2 separate regions of the Mus musculus genome follow, and region 2 is linked to region 1. Evidence: chromatin contacts called from public HiChIP or PLAC-seq data. All regions are on one chromosome and are shown on one strand. Each heading gives the region's core, a stretch centred on a gene start, on an enhancer-like site or on the middle of the called end of the contact. The rest is flanking DNA. Distances are from core to core; before and after follow the strand shown.

What was found. HiChIP or PLAC-seq counts read pairs in DNA pulled down with a chosen protein or histone mark.
Region 2: an H3K27ac HiChIP or PLAC-seq map of extraembryonic endoderm stem cells shows a contact between it and region 1. The contact joins the enhancer-like site here to the promoter of Cmtm8 in region 1. A contact is called at or near these places in 5 of 39 promoter capture datasets (the C10 cell line, embryonic stem cells, liver and 2 more), 7 of 484 Hi-C or Micro-C datasets (the AML12 cell line, cerebellar granule neurons, embryonic retina and 4 more), 7 of 115 datasets of contacts at active chromatin or transcription factors (embryonic stem cells, extraembryonic endoderm stem cells, microglia and 2 more) and 3 of 9 other capture datasets (adipose tissue, liver and pancreatic islet).

The regions. Positions count from the first base shown.
Region 1 is chr9:114,841,762-114,845,999 of GRCm38.p6, reverse strand. It overlaps Cmtm8 (CKLF-like MARVEL transmembrane domain containing 8), which reads left to right and starts at 1,848. Exons shown (of 4, transcript NM_027294.2): 1 at 1,848-2,219. The coding sequence starts at 2,073.
Region 2 is chr9:114,880,865-114,885,102 of GRCm38.p6, reverse strand. No RefSeq gene overlaps it. Among named protein-coding and RNA genes, the nearest start is that of Gm30448, 29 kb to the right of the region's middle. Within about 2 kb of position 2,547, at least 4 of the 459 cell types and tissues checked have an H3K27ac peak or open chromatin away from gene starts, as enhancers often do. A contact at or near this core is called in extraembryonic endoderm stem cells and trophoblast stem cells, where this site is marked.

The DNA of each region.
Region 1 (4,238 bases), core at 599-3,098:
ACTATGTATTTCTAGATAGGGTTTCTGTATCTAGGCTGAGCTCACTATGTAGCACAGACTATTATTTCAGACAGGGTCTCACCCTGTAACTTTACTTTTTTTTTTTAAGATTTATTTATTATTATAGGTAAGTATACTGTAGCTGTCTGAAGACACTCCAGAAGAGGGCATCAGATTTAGTTATGGATGGTTGTGAGCCACCATGTGGCTGCTGGGATTTGAACTCGGGACCCTCAGAAGAGCAGTCGGCGCTCTTAACCACTGAGCCATCTCACCAGCCCCTTACCCTGTAACTTTAGGCTAGCTTTGAACTCTATCCTCCTGCCTCAGCTCCCCCAGTGATGAAATTATCAGTATGAGCCACCACACTGAAACTGTTGGCATATTCTTGAAACACTTTACCCTAGAGTTTTCCTAGGGAGGACCCAGGTTTAAACTCTCCCCGCCCCCACCCCACCCCCAAGACAGGGTTTCTCTGTGTATCTCTGGCTGTCCTGGAACTCACTCTGTAGACCAGGCTGGCCTCAAACCTCTACCTCTCCAGGCTAGGATTAAAGGCTTGCAACACCACCACCCAGGTTAAAAAGATGTTTTTGTTTGTTTGTTTGTTTGTTTGTTTTTTCAAATCAGGGTTTCTCTGTGTATCTCTGGCTGTCTTCGAACTCACTCTGTAGACCAGGCTGGTCTGGAACTCAGAGATCTGCCTGCCTCTGCCTCCTGAGTGCTAGGATTAAATGTGTGAGCCACCATCTCCCATAAACTAACTCCTTCTATTAGCTTGTTCTTTGTGCTTTCTTTTCGGATCCACCAATAGGATACACTTTCTGACAACTTTTAAAATCTGATATGCCTTCACTTCGAATCAAAGCCCACTTGGTGGGTTCAGATGAATTGTCTCTTGTCACTCTTCACAAAACAAGAGGAGGACAGGCACATGGAAGCAGATCATTTTAGCCAAATGTCCATCGTCCATCAAAGTCCGTCTTGAAACACGGGTGGTAGCACTGAGGTCCAGTAAAGCAGAACCAATAACTTCATGCTAATTACACAAGTACCCAGGGTTCTGCGCAGCACTCACCTGACTGGCACACAGCTGCCCACGCAAGGAGATGTCCACCCCTCCTCCCTGACCCCGGGAAGCACAACTAGCTTGTCATAAACATCACTTTGCACAGACGGTTCCATTCAAGTTTGAAACAAGCCCCCCCCCCCCCAAAGCTAATGAGATCTGTCATATTGATACATCTTGACCAGGAATCCCGAACATCTCCCCCACTTTCCATCTTCCTCTCCACAATCCAGCTAGTCTCCGCCAAAGTTGTGGAGAGCGCCTAGAAGCCTCTCGCTCTCACTCCCCGGCGATTAAGTTGGTTCCTCAAATTGTTCCGGACAGGAGGGGCAGGAAACAGCGCCGGCTTTGGTGACGGCTGCAGCGGAGTGGGTGAGGGCTGTCCAAGCGGCCTCACATCGATCCCTGGTTTAAGGTCTGGTTAGGTCACAATTCTAGCCTCCCTCCCCCAACCGCCTGTAGTCCTGGAGCGGCCACGTCCCTAGAGGCCTGAGTTTCCTTAAGAGGCCCTGCTGCTAGTCCAGCCAGGTGGGAGGAAGCTGGTCCAAGTCTGGTGGCCCTAGGTGGGCGGAGCCTAATTGTGGCTCGAGCTAGAAGGAGTGTGACCAGGAGGTGCCGCTCACCCTTAGCGATCCGGTACGCGTCCCTGCACCCCCGAGAGCTCTCAGTCCCTGGGAGACAGGTGCTGTGGCCGCGCGGCGGCGCCCCCGAGGGGAGGTCCTGGAGTGCCCGCCCTCACCCGCCCAGTCTACGCCCCTCCTCTTCTCTCCCCTCCCCCGCAGTCCACTGCCACCGGTCGCCAGCGATCCCGTTCCCGGGTCTCCGAGCAGACCCAGAGTGCGCTCGCCGAGGTGTTGGGACACTTGCGGACCTGACCCTGGAGATCACCCGGGTTTGCCCGCCTCCCATCATCCGCGATTCCCTGGCCCGCGATCCTGAGCCCAGGGAACTCATTGGGTGGGGGTAGGGTCCTCGGGGACCCGGGCCAGCTCCCGGGGCGACGATGGAAGAGCAGCAGCGCGCGCGCTCGCACACGGTCACCACCACTACCAGCTCCTTTGCGGAGAACTTCTCCACCACCAGCAGCAGCTTCGCTTACGACCGAGAGTTCCTCCGTACCCCGCCGGGGCTCCTGATCGTAGCCGAGATCGTAAGTGTCGGGCCGGGCCGGGCTGGGCCGGGCGGAGGGAGGCAGGTGGACTCGGCTAGCTCGCGCGCCTCCAGCTCCGCCCACCGAGCTGGCTCCGGTCTTCCCGCGGGCTCCGGGAACACTCTTGAGCTTCGACTTCTTTGTAAAGTGCAAAACTCACATTCAGGTTCTTTCACCTGAGGCTCCCTTGGGAACCAGGGTTGTGACCCTCAGGATGTCTGCTGTGGGAGGTAACTCACAGCTTGCTGTTTTCATTCGAAGGATGGTGGTCTTTCCCGGGAGCCGGATACTTTGGTGGGCGTTTATAGATAATGGGTGTCTGGAATACTTAGGGCCTACCTCACCTGATCTCCACGTGCAGGGGTCCCTAAAAAACAACGTTTTTGTTTGTTTGTTTGTTTGTTTGTTATCAAACTGACCCTTCCAAAGTGCTGGTCTGGAACTCAGAGCTTCACGTGCCAGTCGGATGCTCTATCGCTGAGCCGCACCCCCAGTTTTAAAAGTTTTCCTATTAAAAGTTATAAAGGAGAGAACTTCTGAGTAATTAACTTCCTGTGGTCAAATACAGATGAATCAAGAACATTTCCCTGAATAAATCTGAGAATCTCAACCTCTTTAAGCCCTTGAGGGCCGCTGTACGGACTGAGCACATCCTGGTGGGGGCTGGGCAAGTGCCCGGGAGGGAGGCAGGACTTGTACGTGCTGTTCCTGGGAAGCCAGGCCTTCCGCCTGGAGTTCTGTTGACTACTGGTGGAGGCCACTATCTATTGTCCTCGCCCTCTACCAGGGTGTCAGTCCTGGAGGAGCTTCTAAGTTTGTGTAGGCCCTGATGCGCTCTCCCTTGAAGGTGGTTGCAAGTAAGCTTATTTTACACGCGAGGAAACTGAGTCAGAGACTGGACGGAAGTTTACACTTGTTGGCAGAGCTGAGATTCAAACCTATGTCTGCCCTTTTCTTGCTCCCTGCTCCTACCTGCTAAGGAGCGTCGACTCCCACAGTCTAAATAGGAGTCCCCCTTCTGTTGCATCTCAGACCCAAGGAAGCATTTGTGAAACTGAAATCCAGCCCATAGGAAAGCTAGAGAATGGGGGCGGAGATCGTGTTGTACAGTGGTTGAGTGTGCATGGACCCTCTGAGAAACCTTCAGCAGCCCCTGTGTGGATCCCGGGAGCTTGCTGACTCAAGGCGCAGATCCACCCCAGACCCACCCAATCAGCTTCCACGGAAAGTTGGGAAAGTGTTAGCTTAGCTCATCTCCAAAATGGTTGGCCCAGGCAGCCCCAAGGGTATTTGCAGCCCTATTAAATAGCCCTAAGTATTACAGTCACAGTGCAAGGCCTGGCCTGGCGTTAAAGAGCTCAACAAATATTTGCTGTGTGAGTGAGGGAGTTGGCTGGCTCTCCCGCTTCAGAAAAGCAAATAGACGCTCAAGTGACTGAGTTGGGGCTTCTGTGGGGTGGCTCAGACCACCACCACCTTGTGTTGGTGTGTTTGCTGCCCACGTGCTCTCTGTTACATACCTTCAGAGAATATGAAAGCGATAGAACTGTCAAGGACCCTTCGTCCCATCACTAAGGTGAACTACTGTTGATGTGTTCACATGGCTCTATAGGCTGCAGGGAGCTCCCCCATACAGTTTTTGGGGTTGGTGTATGTGTGTGCATGGGCATGTGTGGCTATGTTCATATTCCCCTTCTTTACTTGGGAGGGGGACGTGGCCTGTGGAGATCAGAAGACAACTTATGGCAGTCTATTGTGTCCTTCTGCCAAGTTGCCTCTGGGATTTGAAGGACACTGTCAGGATTGGTGGCAAACACCTTTTTTATCCATGGAGCTATCTGACCAACCCTCTACCTTATTTTTTGGTCCCAAACTAATGGCACTGCTGGGGGAGTCTTAGGAGGTGTGGCCTTGTTGCAGGAAGCACTGGAGGCAAGCTTTAGCCTGGGGCCATTCCCAATGCACTCTTTCTCTTTCTGCTTGTAGTTTAAGATGTGGGTCCTCGGGGCTGAAGAGGTG
Region 2 (4,238 bases), core at 1,298-3,797, 38 kb before region 1:
GGCTGCTGAGCCATCTCCCCCATCCCTTTTTGTTTTCTTTTGAGACAGGTTATCTCTACATCCCTGGCTAGGTAGATATGAAAACCTGGCTGGCCTCAAACTCCCGCCTGCCTCTGCCTTCCGAGTGCTGGATTAAACCCATGTGCCACCACGCCTAGATGATCGTTTTATTCTATTGGGTCAACCTCCCGCCACCTCTTCATCTCCTTATCTGTTTCCCTTCCAAACTTCTCCCCATCAGTACCCGCCGCAGTACAGAATTCCTTAAGTATAAACTCACCCTATGAGTTTTAGAGAACTGTTTAATGGATGAACATAAGCAAGATACATACAACCGGCATCCGAGTTTTAGCTGCACGGGGAACACTTTGGTTCTCTGGGGTTGCTATGGCTTCTGGTCGTGTGACCCAAGGAGTAACATGATTTAAAGTATGTTTTCCTGATCTGTCCAGATTATTGCCTACCTTTAATCCACTGTTTCTGCCCCCAGACTCCCACAGCCTGTCTTTAACAGCACACTTATCTAGGCCCCTAGCACCAGGCACCACACATAGGTTGTTCTGAGCCCTCTTCTATGTATGATGCTGCAATCGGTGTCCTTCTCCATGTGTGCTCAAGGATCTGGGAGTATTTCTCTGTGGCACACATGTAGTGGAGAGTGCTGGGCTGACAGACACATGTTTGACTTTTCTCAGCATTTTCTTTTTCTTTTTAATGATAGAAACAAACCACCTAAAAGTGAATCTTTGGGAAGACTCGCTTGTTCTCCCCATGTCTGGTGTTGTACCTCAAACTTGACCTTGGCCTCTGTGTGGGTTTGAATAAGAACAGCCCTCATAGGCTAATATGCTTGAATGCTTATGTTTGAAAGTGGCACTACTTGAGAAGGATTAGGAGGTGTGGCCTTGTTGGAGTGGGTGTGGCCTAGTTGGAGGAGGTGTGTCACTAGGGAGGCTAGCTTTGAGGTTTCAAAAGCCCAAGTCAGGCCCAGTGTCATCTCTCCCTTTCTGGGCCATTGGATAAGGATGTAACTCTCAGCTAGTGTTCTAAGGACATGTGTGTTGCCACACTACCACCATGATGACTGTCACTAAACTAAAGCAAATCCTCAATTAAATGAATATATACATATATATATATATATATATATATATATATACATATATATATGTCATTGTATGTATGCATGTATATGTGTGTGTGTGTATATGTGTGTGTGTATAATTATATATGGTCTTTCCTCACAGCAATAGAACAGTGACTAAGACAGGGTCCTGTCAGGTCTTGCACGTTAGAGCTGGGTCTCTAAGTCACCTTCATTGAGGACAGTTTTGTTCAAGGTCCATGAGGTGATTATAACTTTCATAAAAGAGATGATCTGTGACCTCTCGGTGATCTCCTTGGCCATGGCAGCTGTTACTTTGCAGGACAGCAGACAATTCCAGCCACTAGAACACTGTTACAGGGGTAGTCTGGGGTACCATCCATCTCTGATGTTCTTCAAGATAGCTTTGTATCCAGAGTAGCATCCAGCCAGGATCAGCACCATTTACCCAAGCTTTGAGAACTTGCCCATTTGTCACCAACCAACAGACATACTGCAGAAAACCTCTCAGTATTTGTGGGAAGCCACATGTGCCGTTGCAGAGTGGCGCTGGCTACTGCTGGCCACCATGCATAAGTTTGGACAAACAACCAATGTGTACATATGCAGTAAAGCTTTTTGCAAAGACACTGCCTGGCCTGGGCATGATAATGAGGCTTTGAGAGTATAACCAATCAGATGTGAGACATGCAAATGAGGTATGATAATGAGGCTCTGTGAGGTACAGAGAGAGAGAGAGAGTAGCCAATCAGATGAGGAACATGCAAATGAGGCTTAGTGCATAACCAATCCGGATGTGAGACATGCCTCTCCTAGGCCTATATAAGCAGCACCAGTTCTGGGCTCGGGGTCTCTTTGCCTCTGCAATCAAGCTCTCCCAATAAACGTGTGCAGAAGGATCCTGTTGCAGCGTCGTTATTGCTGGCCAGTCCAGCGTGTGCAAGTATTTCCAGACTGTCTGCTCTCCAAGCTGCTGAACCAAATCTACTTCCTTGACGACTACGTGTGATGGGCCCATAAACTTCCTGGGAGGCATGAAGGGCTTTTTGTTCAAGCAAATGAGATAAATCTTTAGCCAGTGGAAGTGCACACTTTTAATCTCAGCACTCGAAGGCAGAGGCAGGTGGATCTCTGTGAGCTTGAGGCCAGCCTGGTCCACAAAGAAAGTTCCAGGACAGTCAGCGCTGATAGGAAACCCTATCTATCTTGGTATAGATAGATGATAAATACATAGATAGATAGATAGATCAAGATGCTGCGTATTTGGATTCAGATTTTACCTGGCCAACCCACCTGCTACACTGGGAAAGAGGTACAGGCCAGTGAGTGTGCACAGGAGTGCATAATACTTGTTGTTATGTGTGTAACTCACACACAGTTACAGAAGCACACTCCTCAGGCCCACAGTACTAGCAAGAACTATTCTGTTCAATTCCACTCTACTTGACTTGACCCGACCCGACCCATCCCGACCCTACCTTATCTTATCCTATTCTATTCTGTCCTATTGCCAGTGTCCGGTTTATTCAAAGCTGGGAATCAAACACGGGGCTTCATACATTTTGGGCAAGCACTCTACCAACTGAGCTACACTCCTGCCCAGCAGGAACATTTTATTTATTTATTTATTTATTTCACCGGATGCCATCCCATCCCTAAAGCCCAGGCCTCTGGTGTGTTTCTGAGTTCTCTTCTGTTAGCTGCTGTCTGCAACCAGAAGTTACTCTTGTTGAGAATAGATTTCCAACTCCCTTCAGGCCCGAGGAGGAGCTTTGTGTCTGTGGTAGACAGCCTCATTGTCTGTTGATATCTGATCACAGTAGGATTTGCTTGTTATCTGATTCTCTCAACAAAGGACATAAAAATAGAAATTCCTCACTATCCTAGGCTGTGAAGTTACCAAGAAAATGATTTATGTCTTTGTTGACCTTGGACAAATTTGTTCTCACAGTTAAACCTTTTTTTTTTTTTCCTTTTGACATGACTAAAATTAAGCTGTGTATTCAAAGGATCTGATTTTCCTTCCTGAAGGGTGAGAGCTCATAGCTTATGGTACTTCAGGCAGTCTTCCTTACAAGGGATCTGGGTGTGTATGTGTGTCCATGTGTATCTGTATGTGTGTGTGCATGTGTTCATGCATTATTGTAAGGTGTGTGTGTGCACGTGCGCATGTGTGTGAACTCACACACACACACACACACACACAAATGAGGAATCACTACATATCTATCCCACTATTAAACAATTTTTTAAAAAGCTGGACATGGCACGTGTGTTTTAATATCATGCTAGGAAGACAGGAACAGGAGGACCCCTGAGGCTCAAGCTCCAAGTAAAATGAGAGGCTCTGTTTCAAAATAAGCAAGACAGCTCCTGAGGGATTAGGCTAAGAAGATGGGTTGTACAATGGTACATATATGTATGTGTATGCTTGCGTGAAGGCTGGAGATAACCTTGGCTGGTATTCCTCAGACACCATACACTTTCTTATGACAGGTTTTCTCATTGTGGAACTCACCAAGTAGGTGCGTGCGCACGCGCACACGCACACACACACACACACACACACACATAGACGCACACACCCAGATCCCTTATGAGTAAGACTGCCAGTCAAGCATGGTCATCTGAGTTCAATACAGGGGCAGGAAGCTGAGGCAGGAGGATTGAGAGTTCAAAGACAGCTAGGGCTACATAGGAAGAGCTTGTCGCGGAAAAAAAACAAAACAAAACAAAAAAAAAAAAAACAAAACAAAGAAAAACAGAATTTAGGAAACTATTTTTCAGGTAGGTGAGATGACTTGTGGGGAAAGGCACTTGCCACCAATCCTGACATCCTAGCTTCCGTTCCTAGGGCTGACATGGTAGAAGGTATGTGTCAACTGAATGAATAAGAGTTTAAAACAAGCTTGGCTTTCTTATGAAAAAAAATATTTCACTGTTTTTTCCTATTTTTAGATTTTATGTGCATGAGTATTTTGTCAGCATATACATGTATGTATGTATGTATGTATGTATGTATGTATACAAATCATGTTCATGCCTAGTAATCATGGAGGTCGGAAGAGGGCGTCATATCTCCTTGGACTGGAGTTCTAGGCAGTGAGGGATCAATCTCAAGTGGCCAAGCTTG